2 separate regions of the Anser cygnoides genome follow, and region 1 is linked to region 2. A link is a contact called in public Hi-C data. All regions are on one chromosome and are shown on one strand. The core of a region is the stretch at or near the end of the contact, and the rest is flanking DNA. Distances in the headings are between cores, read along the strand shown.

Evidence for each region. A called contact is a pair of places that touch in the nucleus more often than the background predicts.
Region 1: a Hi-C map of liver shows a contact between it and region 2, with 4 times the contacts expected there. The contact joins the promoter of ACAT1 here to the promoter of EXPH5 in region 2. A contact is called at or near these places in 2 of 7 Hi-C or Micro-C datasets (both in liver).

Annotation. Positions count from the first base shown.
Region 1 is chr1:195,057,403-195,063,883 of Taihu_goose_T2T_genome, reverse strand. It overlaps ACAT1 (acetyl-CoA acetyltransferase 1), which reads left to right and starts at 3,065. Exons shown (of 12, transcript XM_066989828.1): 1 at 3,065-3,173; 2 at 4,960-5,007. The coding sequence starts at 3,117.
Region 2 is chr1:194,865,670-194,871,861 of Taihu_goose_T2T_genome, reverse strand. It overlaps EXPH5 (exophilin 5), which reads right to left and starts at 3,677. Exons shown (of 6, transcript XM_048047052.2): 1 at 3,426-3,677. The coding sequence starts at 3,556. It overlaps LOC125179894 (a long non-coding RNA gene), which reads left to right. Exons shown (of 4, transcript XR_007157929.2): 3 at 716-803; 4 at 1,739-2,103.

The sequences.
Region 1 (6,481 bases), core at 1,816-4,315, 190 kb before region 2:
GTTGTGCTGTACCTCAGGTGCAGCTTGGCCGCCTGGCCTGTGCTGCACATTCCCCTTGGCTGCAGGAAAAGTTCAGCTGCCTGACTGTGATGAAGGAACCTGTAGGAGCTCCCACGTGGACTGGCAATTACACCACCTCATGTTCTTGTCGTTATCTTAAAGGGAAGCAGCATGTTCTCCTGAGAATCCTTTTGTTTGACTGGAGAGGTTGTGTCTAGAACAGTTTTATTCTTTGAAAATCCTGTAAGAGCCCTGAAGGCCTGGGGGAACCTCTCCGTGATGGGATCTGCACCACAGACCATGCTCTGACTGGAGCTGTGTGCGATGTTGCACACCTCGGGGTTTCCACCATCTGACAGGACTGTTACTTATCTATACTACCATCTTTCGTTCTTAAGTGAGCTCCAATAAACGGCATTTTAGAGTCATAGATTCATTTAGGTTGGAAAAGACCTTCAAGATCATCGAGTCCAACCATCGCCTAACACTAAGTCCACCACTAAGTCCTGTGCCTAAGCACCACATCCACACGGTTCTTAGATTCTTCCAGGGAAGGTGACTTCCCACCTCCCTGGTGGCCCATCCCAGTGCCTAACCACCCTTCCTATTAAGTAAATCCTTCCTGGCTTCTAATCTAAACCTCCTCTGGTGCAGTTTGAGCTTTTCCCTTGTGTCCTATCGCTTTAATCAATATGTTTGGGAGTCCAAACACCGTTCCAGCTGGGGTGATGTGAACCTGGCCCCAGTGCATGACGTTTGGCATAGTTGGCAGGATCCCAGTGAGCTCTGGCAAAGGGAGAGCGAGGAACAGACAGGGTGCCCAGCTGGCAGGCAGCCACAGCATTCGGCCAGGGTGACCTCCCTGCGGAGTTGGGAAAACGAGAAATTATTAAAATGCCTCACCTCAGATAAATAGTCTCCAAAAAACAGGGAAAAAACTCAGCAAGATTTGCATCGTGCTTGGTTGTTACCAAGATGCTTGAAATGAATATGCCACTGTTTTGCTGTAAGGCAAGAAGAAGTGTGAGAGCTGCAAACACGGCAGCACAGAGGCTCAGAGGCAGCCGGGGCTGGTGTGCCTGGTGCTGGGGTGTGCAGAGCAGGAGGGAAACCTGAGACACCAGGGGGTGGATGGTGGGAGGGAGATCTGCAGGACTTCACGCTCAGGAGTAGGCAGAGGAGTCAGGTGGTGGGATGTGGTAACAGCATTGTTAATCCTTTGGGGATTAACGAAGCACAGAGGGCCCTGGGGGTATTGCAGCACACTGTCTATGTGCTCAGTTACGTGGAGTCATAAAACTGCAGAAATAAACTAGTAGAGGCTGAGACGGTGGTTATAGTGAGAATGGGAGCTTGGAGGAAATAGCACCCATTTGAATCCTCCTGAATTAGCGTGTTTGGGTGCTGTCTTGCAAAACCCTGTAGCTGCCCAGGGGCTGAGGAGCACTGGATCTTCTGTGGAAATTCCACTCCCTGTGAACGTGGCTTTGGGAAGCCTTAAAACTACAGGATCCCTCGCCCTTTCATTGGGACAGTGACGTAGTATCTTGGAAAAGCATAGCTGAGGCTGGTTGGTATGTACTGGAACTAGCCACATGGTGAAGCATGTGTTCTCCAAATTTTGTTAGCGCTGACAGAGAAGCTGTCACCCTGGGAATGAAAACCCATGTGTAAGGCAAGTGTCCCCCTTGCTCTGAAAGGACTGCGAACATCCCTGCAAAGAGCTGCACTCGGAAAAGAGGGCAGAGGTATCACTGTGCTAGTGGGGCAGCATTGTTGGGCTGGAAAGGAGACCTAAAGCACGTGAGCTGCAGAGAAAGGCTCCTCAGAAGGAGCAGTTCCTGGCACTATTCCAGGTGGGAACACCTAGGGAAGAGATGGACGGCAACCTAGCCCCTTACTTGCAGGGTTTGTATAAAGAAGCAAAGGGGAAAGGCCAAGGGATGCTGAAGCTGTGCCTCCTTTGCTTGCCCCCAGGCTGTCTGGCTGGAAGCAGGGCTTGGGAAGGTGTCCTCCATCTCTGTTGTAATAGCAGGAGACAATTGCTGGGGCTGTTGACCCTGTGTCTGCCTTGTAATGCACTGCAGCTGCTGTAATAAGTAACAGGGTATAGCTATTTTAGATGACAAGTCAGAGGTAACCCTAATTTGTGGAAGCTTGTCCCCGTTCCTCCAGAATAAATTAATAAATATTAAAATGAGGAGGGGGAGGCAGTTTAGTTTGTAAAGAAACTGTGTGTGTCCTGGTGTGCAAAAGTAGGTTAACAGCTATCGTATGCAGGTGTCCCTCCTCAGGCTGCAGGAGCTTCTGTCACCCTGCCAGGCCATGCAGACGCAAGCACCAGGCAAGGTGCTACAGTCCTGCTGCATGCCTTCTTTGCTACAGCTGTTGCTGAGAGTCACGGGATCAGCGCTCCTTTTCCTGGGAAGGTCAGCAGCCCACATTCAAGGGTACCCGCACAGGCACGTGATTTCTCATGGGATTGTGCCTCAGTGCTTGGAGGACTGTGGTTTATGCCCAAGGGGCAAAGCTGCCCCACTGCATGGGTGCCATCCTGCTACCTGGGCTTACTGAGTGAGGGAGGTGGAGGCACAGGGTGTCATGGGCGATAAAGAACAGTGGAAAAAATGACAATCCAGCATTCTAAAATTGACATGGTCAGATGATGAGTTTAACGGGTTGCCCAGGGAGGTGATGGAGTCACCGTCCTTGGGGGTGTTCAAGGAAAGGTTGGATGTCGTGCTTAGGGAGATGGTTTAGTGGGTGACATTGGTGGTAGGGGGATGGTTGGACCAGATGGTCTTGGAGGTCTTTTCCAAGCTTAATGACTCTGTGATTTATTTCTATGAGGGCAAAGCCAGGTCCCCACAAAATCAGTGCCTTATAGGGACAAACCATGCATACAGTTATTTGCTTCACAGAAGACCCCACCAGCGCTCCAACGACTGATGGGGCCCCTCAGCCCCCTGAGGCGGGGCGAGGGCAGGGCTGACATGACACCGAGCCCAGCCAATAGCAGGGCCGATCCCGGTCCCGCCTCCGCCGCGCAGACCAATGGGGAGCCGGGAGGGGATCGGGGCGGTGCTGTCCGTGAAGGTGACGGGGCCGGCGGCAAAATGGCGGGCGCAGCGGGGCTGGGCCGGCGGCGCGCGGCGGTGGCCGGGCTGCTGCGGGTGAGGCGCGGGGCGGGGGGGGCGGCGTGAGGTGGGGGGGGGGGGGGCGCTGCTCGGCCCCATCCTGTCACGGCCCTGGCACCGCCGTGCGGCCCCGGGGGCTCACCCAAGGTCATGGCTGTGTCTAAGGAGGAGGAGGAGGAGAAAGAGGAGGAGGAGAAAGAGGAGGAGGAGAAGGAGAAAGAGGAGGAGAAGAGGGAGGAGGAGGAGGGAAGGAAGGAGGAGGTGAGGTAGGCGTAGGCGTAGGGGTAGGGGAGGCAGCCGGGTGTGGCCGCGCTTGGAGAGGCGCTGTGAGGAGAGGAGCTGGGAGGCTGCTCCCCACCCGCCCGGAAAGTCTTTTTTTTTTTTTTTTAAATAAAAGTCTGTCGTTGGCACGGAGCATGGCCGCGGCTAGCAGGAGGCGGCTGCAGCGTTGTCTCCTTTCTTTCCAGTGTGCCGCAAAGGCGAGAGCCGGGCGTGATGTGGTAAGCACGCACGGTGATCCCGTGTGGGGGCAATGCAGGAGAGATCCTGTGAGCACACACGGTGATCTAGCCGGGGGGTGATCCAGGAGAGATCCTGTAAGCACGTGTGGCTTTGGTGCTGTGGGGTTTGGTGCTAACGAAGCCTTTACAGCCCTTGCCCGGTGCAGATGTAGGTCACTTTGAGAGAAATTTCGTTCAAAACTCTGTGTTGGAAACCCCAGCCTGAGCTGGGGGGGGGGGGGGGGGGGGGGGGGGAATAATGTAAAAACAATCGGAAAAATGTGTTTTGTTAGTTGAAGTTTGTCAGATGTCAAGAGAAACATGCAGTGCTTTGAGCTGTCAGTGCAGTACCAGCAGGCGTTGTTTGACTCGTAAGATGGATGGTGCCTTTGTGGCGTCCGGGGGTGGCTTTTACTTTTAATTAGTAATCATTCAGCTCTCATCCAGCGGTCAGAATGTCTTCAGTGTGCTGGAACTTTGTCTGAGTAAATGGCTTGAACTCTGTGTTCTAAACTGCTGGTTTCTGTTGGAAGGTAAACGCTAACGTTTGCAGTAACACCTGCAGGTGTATCTCTGCCTATTGCACTGCTGCTTACGTGGAGCTCCTTGCCGGTGGATTAGCCTGTTCAGGTGTGGTTTCTGTCTTTTCCTTGGTTTCATTGGCATCTCTTGTAGCATTCTGAACTTGTTATTCCCACTTTTGCACATGAAATGCCAATGAAATGATGCTGTAGGTGTAACCTGCCACCATTTAAAAAGCAGAGAAGTTAGTGAAAGCAAGGAACGAACCCAAGTCAAGAGAAGCAGACAGACTGTTGCTGTAGACAGACTAATGCTTCTCAAGATAGGTAGCTCTCTGGTTGTCAGACTGTTTGTAAGCGTACATAGTTAGGCACTGGGACGGGTTGCCCAGGGAGGTGGTGGAGTCACCGTCCCTGGGGGTGTTCAAGGAAAGGTTGGACGTGGTGCTTAGGGACGTGGTTTAGTGGGTGACATTGGTGGTAGGGGGATGGCTGGACCAGATGATCTTGGAGGGCTTTTACAACCATAATGATTCTATAACAGATTTGGCAAAAATAAAATGCTTTTTGTTTTTAAAAGAGTATCTGATTATTTTTTCAGGAGATATTTTCATCACAGATGTTATGGTGAGACTTTGTACTAGACGACATATTAAAAAAGGCATTTTATGATTTTTGTATTTTAGTAGTCTGTGCTTCTTAGACTATTTTTTGCAAAAAAAAATATTTGGAAATGGTACATTACTGAAATGTTGATACGTTGCTTAGTTGATATGGAATTCTGAGGACTTTATTTTTCAGGCTTTGAAGTATACAAGCCGTGGCTATGCATCACAACGTACTTTAAATGTAAGTATAAAGTGCCGTCTGAGCGCAATAAATCACTGTTAAATCTGCTTCTTAACCTCTGAAGTTCAGAACGTTATCACAAGAAACCTGCGTTGTTGACAATGTGTCTGTTGCCCAAGTCATGTTACTGCAAAAATTAGAATAAAGGTCAGATTTCCCATTTTTTTTTGCTTTGCTGACTGTTAGCATGGGACAGAACTGGTTAGAATTGCATCAAGTAACTTAAATTTAATGCAGCTTTCTACCATTTATTGGAGAATACGGATGATGCCAATACAGATGATGCTCTTTGAAATGATTTGTATGCTGTTCCCCCTCCTTTGCTGTTGTAATGTGATTAATACATTAACAATTAACATTATTATCACTTCAGTCAGTCATGGCTCCAAAGAAGGAGATACAGAAACAGTCCAAATATAACTTGTCCTTTTTTTCTGGTTTAAATATTTTCTAGTGTTTTGTTTCTTTGCTTGTCCCTGAATAAAGAAGTCGAGGTGGGACCCTGTGAGGTTTGGTCGGACTTCCATTTAAACCAGCACAGTTGGAGTTTTTGATGATTCTTATCAGTAGCTGTCCAGGGTAACCAGAGATCAGAAACGTGCATCTTTGTGGTGCCAGGTCATCGTGCTGCTCTCACAGGGTTAGCAGGTAGTCATGCTGATGTAACATTAAAGCCAAGAGGCAAAATAAAACAAATCTGTTTCAAGAGACTACTAAGTACAGAGTTGAATGTCGTACCATGTCTTTAACCACTGTTTACACATAAGCAGATCTTTAATCTGATGGAGTTTTAGCAAACCCTGGTAGGATTCTTACTCTTCCAAGGCCCAAGGTGTTACTTCACTAAGCATGGAGTTAATGTTCATATAACTGTAGCGGCTGGAATCAGGGGAGGGAAGCTCCAGTTTATGACAATACTGTCTGTGATGTACAGACCCTGTCAGTACACTAGCGTTAAATTCCCTGACATATGGTAGGACACCTTCATGCATCAGTGCAGTGGGTTTGAGGAGATGACCAGATGGAGGTTGCTTAAGCAGGGTCACCTAGAGCGTGTTTCCCAGGGCAATTTCCAGGTGACTTCTGAGGATCTCCAAGGAGGAGACCCCACAGCCTCTCTGGGCAGCCTGTGCCAGGGCTCCGTCACCCGCCCAGCACAGAAGTGCTGCCTGGTGCTCAGAGGGAGCCTCCTGGGTGCCCGGCTGTGCCCATGGCCTCCTGTCCTGGCACTGGGCACCACTGAGCAGAGCCTGGCTCCGGCCTCTCTGCGCCCTCCCTTCAGGGATTGAGGGACACGGATGAGATCCCCCTGAGCCTCCTCTTCTCCAGGCTGAGCAGCCCCAGCTCTCCCAGCCTCTCCTCACAGCAGAGATGCTCCAGTGCCTTCATCATCCTGGTGGCCCTGCCTTGGGCTCTCTCCAGTATGCCCAGGTCCCTCTGGTACTGGGGAGCCCAGAACTGGACCCAGCACTGC
Region 2 (6,192 bases), core at 2,428-4,927:
GAAAGCCGACCTGTGGTATCATTACCTGTACCTACAGCAAGCATTGTGTCCTTATGGAAATTGAATTGTTAGGGACCCATCTGAACATGATGCTGTCCTCTGAACAAGTTGGATGCCTCCCTATCTTCCCCTAGGCATCTAACTGTGATTGGAATATCTGGGAGAAGGAACCTACTTCCAGAGGCATCTGCAACGTCATCAATTTCACTGATCAAGTTAATTAAAATAGTATTTTGTGACTGAGTTAGACTTCTGTTTTTAGTACTATAATTACAGAATCACAGGATGGCCAAGGTTGGAAGGGACTTCTGGAGATCATCTAGGCCAACCTCCCTGCCGAGCAGGATCACCTAGAGCACATTGCGTATGATGGCATCCAGGCGGGTTTTGAGTATCTCCAGAGAAAGAGACAACCTCCACAACCTCTCTGGGCAACGTGTTCCAGTGCTCTGGCACCCTCTCAGTAAAGTAGTGCCCCCTCATATTCAGCTGGAACTTCCAGTAGAAGTTTTTTAGACCATATATTCAATTTTTTTCTCCCACACTAATACTTACGATAAATTAATTTTTCTCCAAGTGGGTATTATGTATGAGACTGGATTTGATGAACAACAAAGAATACTGAAGTTGGGTGTTACCCAAGTCCAAAACTAATGTGCATTTTTTTTGAATTATGAAATACGTACTTACTAATTATTGTCTGTATTATTTTCAGTGTATATGGCAGTGTACAGTCATGTGAGTTGCACCAAAGCTGACTGCTGCAGCTTCTCCGAACCTGTTTCGTGGGAGAAGGAGCTCAGGTACGTTTGTTTGCTGTTCAAAGGCAATCGAAGGCTTGAATTCAAAGGCATTGCTCAGCATGGCCACGGGAGGGCACTAGAAAGGAGAAAATAGGCAAAAAACCAACGGCATCAGCTCTGCTTGCCGTCAGTAAAAAGAACAAATAAAGGTCCAACAGGTCACAGGCCATTCCTGTATAAAGGGAAAAGCAAAACTGAGAGGTCCTGCCAGCGCCAAGGTGTGAAGCCTGCCAAGCACCAAGGAGCAGAGAAAGGGCTGGAGGTACCCAAAGAATGAGCTGGGGATGTGTCAAGTGGAATGGGGACAGAGACCACGAAGTGGGGCTCTGTGGCTGAGGCTGAGCCCACAGCTAGACAAATGTGCACAAATGACTGGAAAGAGCACGTTCACGCTCCAGAGAAAGGCTACAAAAGAGAAAGAGAGGATGGGGCTAAATAAAGTGACTGGCTTTTTCCAAAGCATGTCTCCAGTATACATCTCATTTCACAGAGACTTGGACTATCTTGATAAAAAGACATCCAGTGGCCCTATCAAACTTTCAGTGTAGGTAAGCAGTAAGAAATATATGTTATACATGTAGATATCCATCTGGAAATCTCAGTTATTTAGCTGAAAACTCAGTGCACCTGAGGAGGAATTGGTAGGTACTTCACACTGCACTGCAATACATTTGTATGTATGTGAAAATCAACTTCCCTGAACCACAATTGTCATTTGCTGGAGAAGATAAACCATTCAGGATGTCAGGCTCCGTCTTTTGAACCTAAAACTTATTTCTAATGTTTATCTTTCAAAATTGAAAGTGTTAACATTTGCTTACATAGCCATCAAATGTAGCCTGTAATAAGACAAAAGCCTGTTCCTGTTTTATTTTATTGCTTCCACAGTGAGTTGTATCTGAGAATAGAATTCAATTTTTCATTGATCTTTTCAGAGTTTTGAAGACAGCTATGTGCTCACTCACCAGACACCAAACAGCACGCATAAGCAGTTGTTGGAACTTGACTTGTGGTCTGCAACCAAACTCTTCATTCTCTCCATCAGTCTGGGCCAGCTTGGTCTACACATGGACATGCTATACTGGAAGATGGCCACTGAATAAACTTGACCAGTGGGTCTGCTGGTTATCCTTAACTTGCTCCCTGTCTCTGGCCAGCTCCAACCATGCCCAAGAGAAGTTGGGGGCACAACTCCCTTCAGTGACTTCATGCACAAAAGTAGTATTGATGAAACTGCTCCTTCCATCGCACATCATCTCCTGTACACCTTACTGGATTCATGGCATAAATCAAACATCTGCAAAACCACACTTAGAAAGCGTCACAGGAGTGGGCTTTATTATCACAGGCATAATTTTAAAAGCTTTGAACTGAAAAATATACGTACAAAGTTAATTATCAAAATAGTAATAAGAATGCCTACCCTCTTGGCTCCAAGTCATAAAGTCATATGGGACCAAGAGGAGCAAATGCAATTTTATTCTGAGCCTCTGAAGCTCACTGTGGTCATATAAGAACAGCAGGATTTGGCCCTCCAGGGTCATCACTGTTATTACTTAGATTATAGTAGCACAGAGCAACACCACAGAGCTGCCACCCGTCTGCTCATGATGGGACTCCCCTGGCCTGAAGAGCTTACAGTCTAAATAAGACCAGGTAGACAAGTGGAGTGAGAAGGAAAGCACTTTTATTAGGCTCAAGAGATTAAGAAACTTGCCCAAGGACACATACAAAGCCTTTGACAGATCCAGGAGTTTAACCTAGATTACAGCATGGCTCCTTGATGGTAAACCTATCTTCTCCCAACTTCTGAGTATCTCTTCAACTGAGATTTAAAGTATACTCTATGTCAGTAAAGCATCACCAAAAACGTTCTCTTATACCATAAGCTTATTTTGACAGCCTTTGCATGAAGAGAGACCACTTTTTTTTGCCAACTAAGTCAGAAGTACACAGATGGATGACCGAAGTTGGTGACAGGTGAAAGCCTTTAATTCGAGAACAGGCTATTGCTTCGCAAGCCTATGCACAGCTATAAAACACACAGTACAAAAATCCACTTGTCAGAAACGTTACTCATTAACATTCTTTCTATATCTAACACGAATGATTTCTTAAAAGTGCCCACGTGAATCTGAGGGGACACTGCCTCCCCCTTGCAAACTGCCCACAAGGTCCCTCAAGGAAGTGATAACCTCTAATGGTAAATAACTCATTTTCCAACACACTTTTTTCACCGAGTCGTTGACCTTTTGTTATCACTGTCAACACAGCTTTGGTGACTTGTTCCGTTTCTTCATAAGGCTCACATACGGACCCGTGTAGAAGAAGGGAATTAACTCAGTCACTCCCGAGGGTCCCGTGCGCCGCCGGTCACTCAGGCGAGGGCTGGGTTCCCCCCGCGCTCAGCCCCGGAGCCCGCCCGGCCCCGCACAGCTCCCCCCGCCCAGCCACCGCCGTTCAGCCCGCACCTCCCTACCTGTAGTAGCGACGGAGTAAAAGCCCAAACCGGCCTCGTCTCCTGGCTCGGAGCCGCCCCTACGAGCCCAGTCCGGCCCCGCAGGGACCGGCTCCCGCTGTCCCCCTCCCCGGGCAGCGCAGCCCCGTCCCCGCCTGCAGTACCTGACCCTGTCCTTCTCCGCCCGCCGGAGCTCCGAGTCCCTCTGCAGCACCTGGAAAATCGTCCTGGCTTCGTCCTCGCTTAAAAAACTGAGATCGGGCCCCCGGCATACCGCGCTCATGGCTCCGCTCATCCCCGGCAGGGGGGCAGCGCCGGCCCCGTGGCAGCGCGGCGCCACATCGGCATGGCCGAGCCGGGGCACCACAGCGCCCGCCCGCCGCAGCCGCTTCCCTCCGGAGGCCACCCCCGGTTCCCTCTGGAGGCGGAGCGGGGCGGGGAGAGGCGGGGAGGCGGCCCCGGGGACGGAGCGGCTCGGCCGGGGCCTTCCCTGGCCTGGCTGGGGCGCTGCGGGTCCGGCCGGGGAGGGCAGGGGGTTGTGTTCGCCCTCCTTGGAGGTTTGTGGGGAAAAGTGGCGGGGAAGCACACCCCTCTCTCCCAGCTGCTGTAGCACAGCAGGTTTTCCCTTTCTTCAGTCTGCTGTCCCAGAGACCCAACCAGCATCACTCATGGCTCAGCTCTGGTCCCTTTTGGAGCCGTCTGGAGCTGGCTCTGATCTGACCTGGGGCAGCTGCTGGGCTCTGCTCACAGAGATCACCCCGGCAGCCCCCCTCTACCAAACCCTTGCCACCTAAACCCATTATATTAGTACTAAAATGCCATTTGAAATAGGTTAGTCAAAGAAGGGCTTTATTCAGGATCAAACCGCAGATGTGATCTGCAAGGAAAAGCAGACACAATTCTTGCTGTGGAAGACTGAGGTGGTGGATAGGGCACCGCGGTATGAGCGGGAGCAGGGCCGAGCTGCGTGCAGACACCTTCCCACCCCGCAGCGGGCTGATGTGGGGCCGCCGAAGAATGCTTCCCCACTAGGAAGTCGTGTTGTGCAAGTGGAAATAAGGACCTTAGAGCACAGCGGGAATGACAGGTTCCAGGAGGCTCTTTATTTTGGTGTAGCTTCTGGCATCACTCGTCTGGCCCAAAGAGGAATTTACCGATTCCTGGTAACGAAACAACAAAAACAAGGCTATGAGACAACTGATGAAGAATGTAATGAAAGCGTGAAGGATTATGCTGCTTAGAAGATGTTGGGAGGAGGTGTTTCCTACAGAAAAAAGACATGAAGGATTTTTAGTAGGGTATAGGACACGCTTCTGGGTAAAGTCCAAACCTGTTATTTCAAAAGATGCAAGAGCCACAGTCATCACTGCTGCATTAGCAGCTTACAGATCTTCTCTCTTTGGGTAAACATCCCGTCCTCCCTGTTCTGTTGTGCTGAGCATAGTGGAGTGACTGTTTCATTACATACTCAGCCATCATACCTGCTTTTTGGCATTTTCTTTTCTGCTTTCAGAAGTTCCCTGTGGGCTGGAAAGGAACTACAGAAAAGGAATATCAGGTCACAAACTTTTTCTGTCATGTGTCCTTCATGGCTATGTTCCAGCAGAAGAAGCTGAGTGCATGGCATTCTCCCTGGGAGTCTCCCAGGCAGAGGATTAGACATCACTCTCCCTTTCTACCTGGCACCTACAGGGTATGGGAAGCAATTGCTCATGGTGCTTTTGCATCACACTGGCAGAGCTGAGAAGGACCATGATAACTTTTCTCTAGATCCATTGCAATGAACTCAATTCAAATCTGGCAGTTTAAAAATAACAGATTTCAGCTAATTGTCTGAAAAGATGTCTGTTACTAGTGTAAGCATTTTTTCAGGGCCACAAGTCAGGGCCTCATCAATGCCCCCTGTTGCCTTAAAAGTCATGTTTTATATATATTTATATATATATATATATATTATTTTTTAATTCTTATGCAAACCTCTAAAAATACATACATACAGAGTACATACAAAGTACATGGGTGTTCTTATGGGTTTACCAAGGAAGTAGTACATGACAGTCTTCATAAAGAAAGGGTCATACCCCCCATAAATTTGCTTACTTTGTAATTGTATATATCCCACAACAAATTAAAGAACTAAATCCATATTTTTAGGTTTCTGTAACTCTTTTCTTCTTTTCTAGCAATCTGACTTTTTTTTTTTTTTTAATTATCAAGTCGTATGTTAGCAAACAATATTTTCAGTGCAGAGGGGAGCAGGGAGAAGATGCTCATTTTGTATACAAGCAATGTATAGTCTTTCAGGTAATAATGAGAAAGAAATAAGTTTTCATTCTCTACTAAGTGATGGGATTATTTAGTAGGGTGTTGAGTAGGTACACTAGGGCCTCCAGAAAGATTCTGCCACACGTCACAGTAGTTATTACTTCATGCCCTCTAAATCCAGAATTTTTAGAGATTTGGGCATAAACTTGGGCATCTGGTAAAAAGACCCTCATTTTACACAGCTTCTTTAGCATGTTATATCACCACTACAAAACATGTATTGGATCATGACTAGAAATGGGTCCTGTTTATGGATTCATTTGTCACATTCTTATTTTGTGAAAAACAACCACCTTTCCATATCTCTTCATTACTCCCTCTCAGTTTAAAGATGATGTCTTTTTCATATACAGATCATGATGGCAAGAAAACACAACCTGCATTCCAGTACTTAGGGACTCTGGCACCTCATGTGCTTTAATTTCTGTTGTATAAACTCAAGACAGGATACAGGCTCTAAAACTTTTTCCATGATTTTAGCTAAGAGCTGTTCCAGGAAGCTACAGAAGTGTTTTCTTTTAAATATGCAGCATTTCTTCTGTTTAGCAACCTGAAACACAGGGCCAAAATAACATATGAGATGCTGCAGACATGAGACATGTCTAT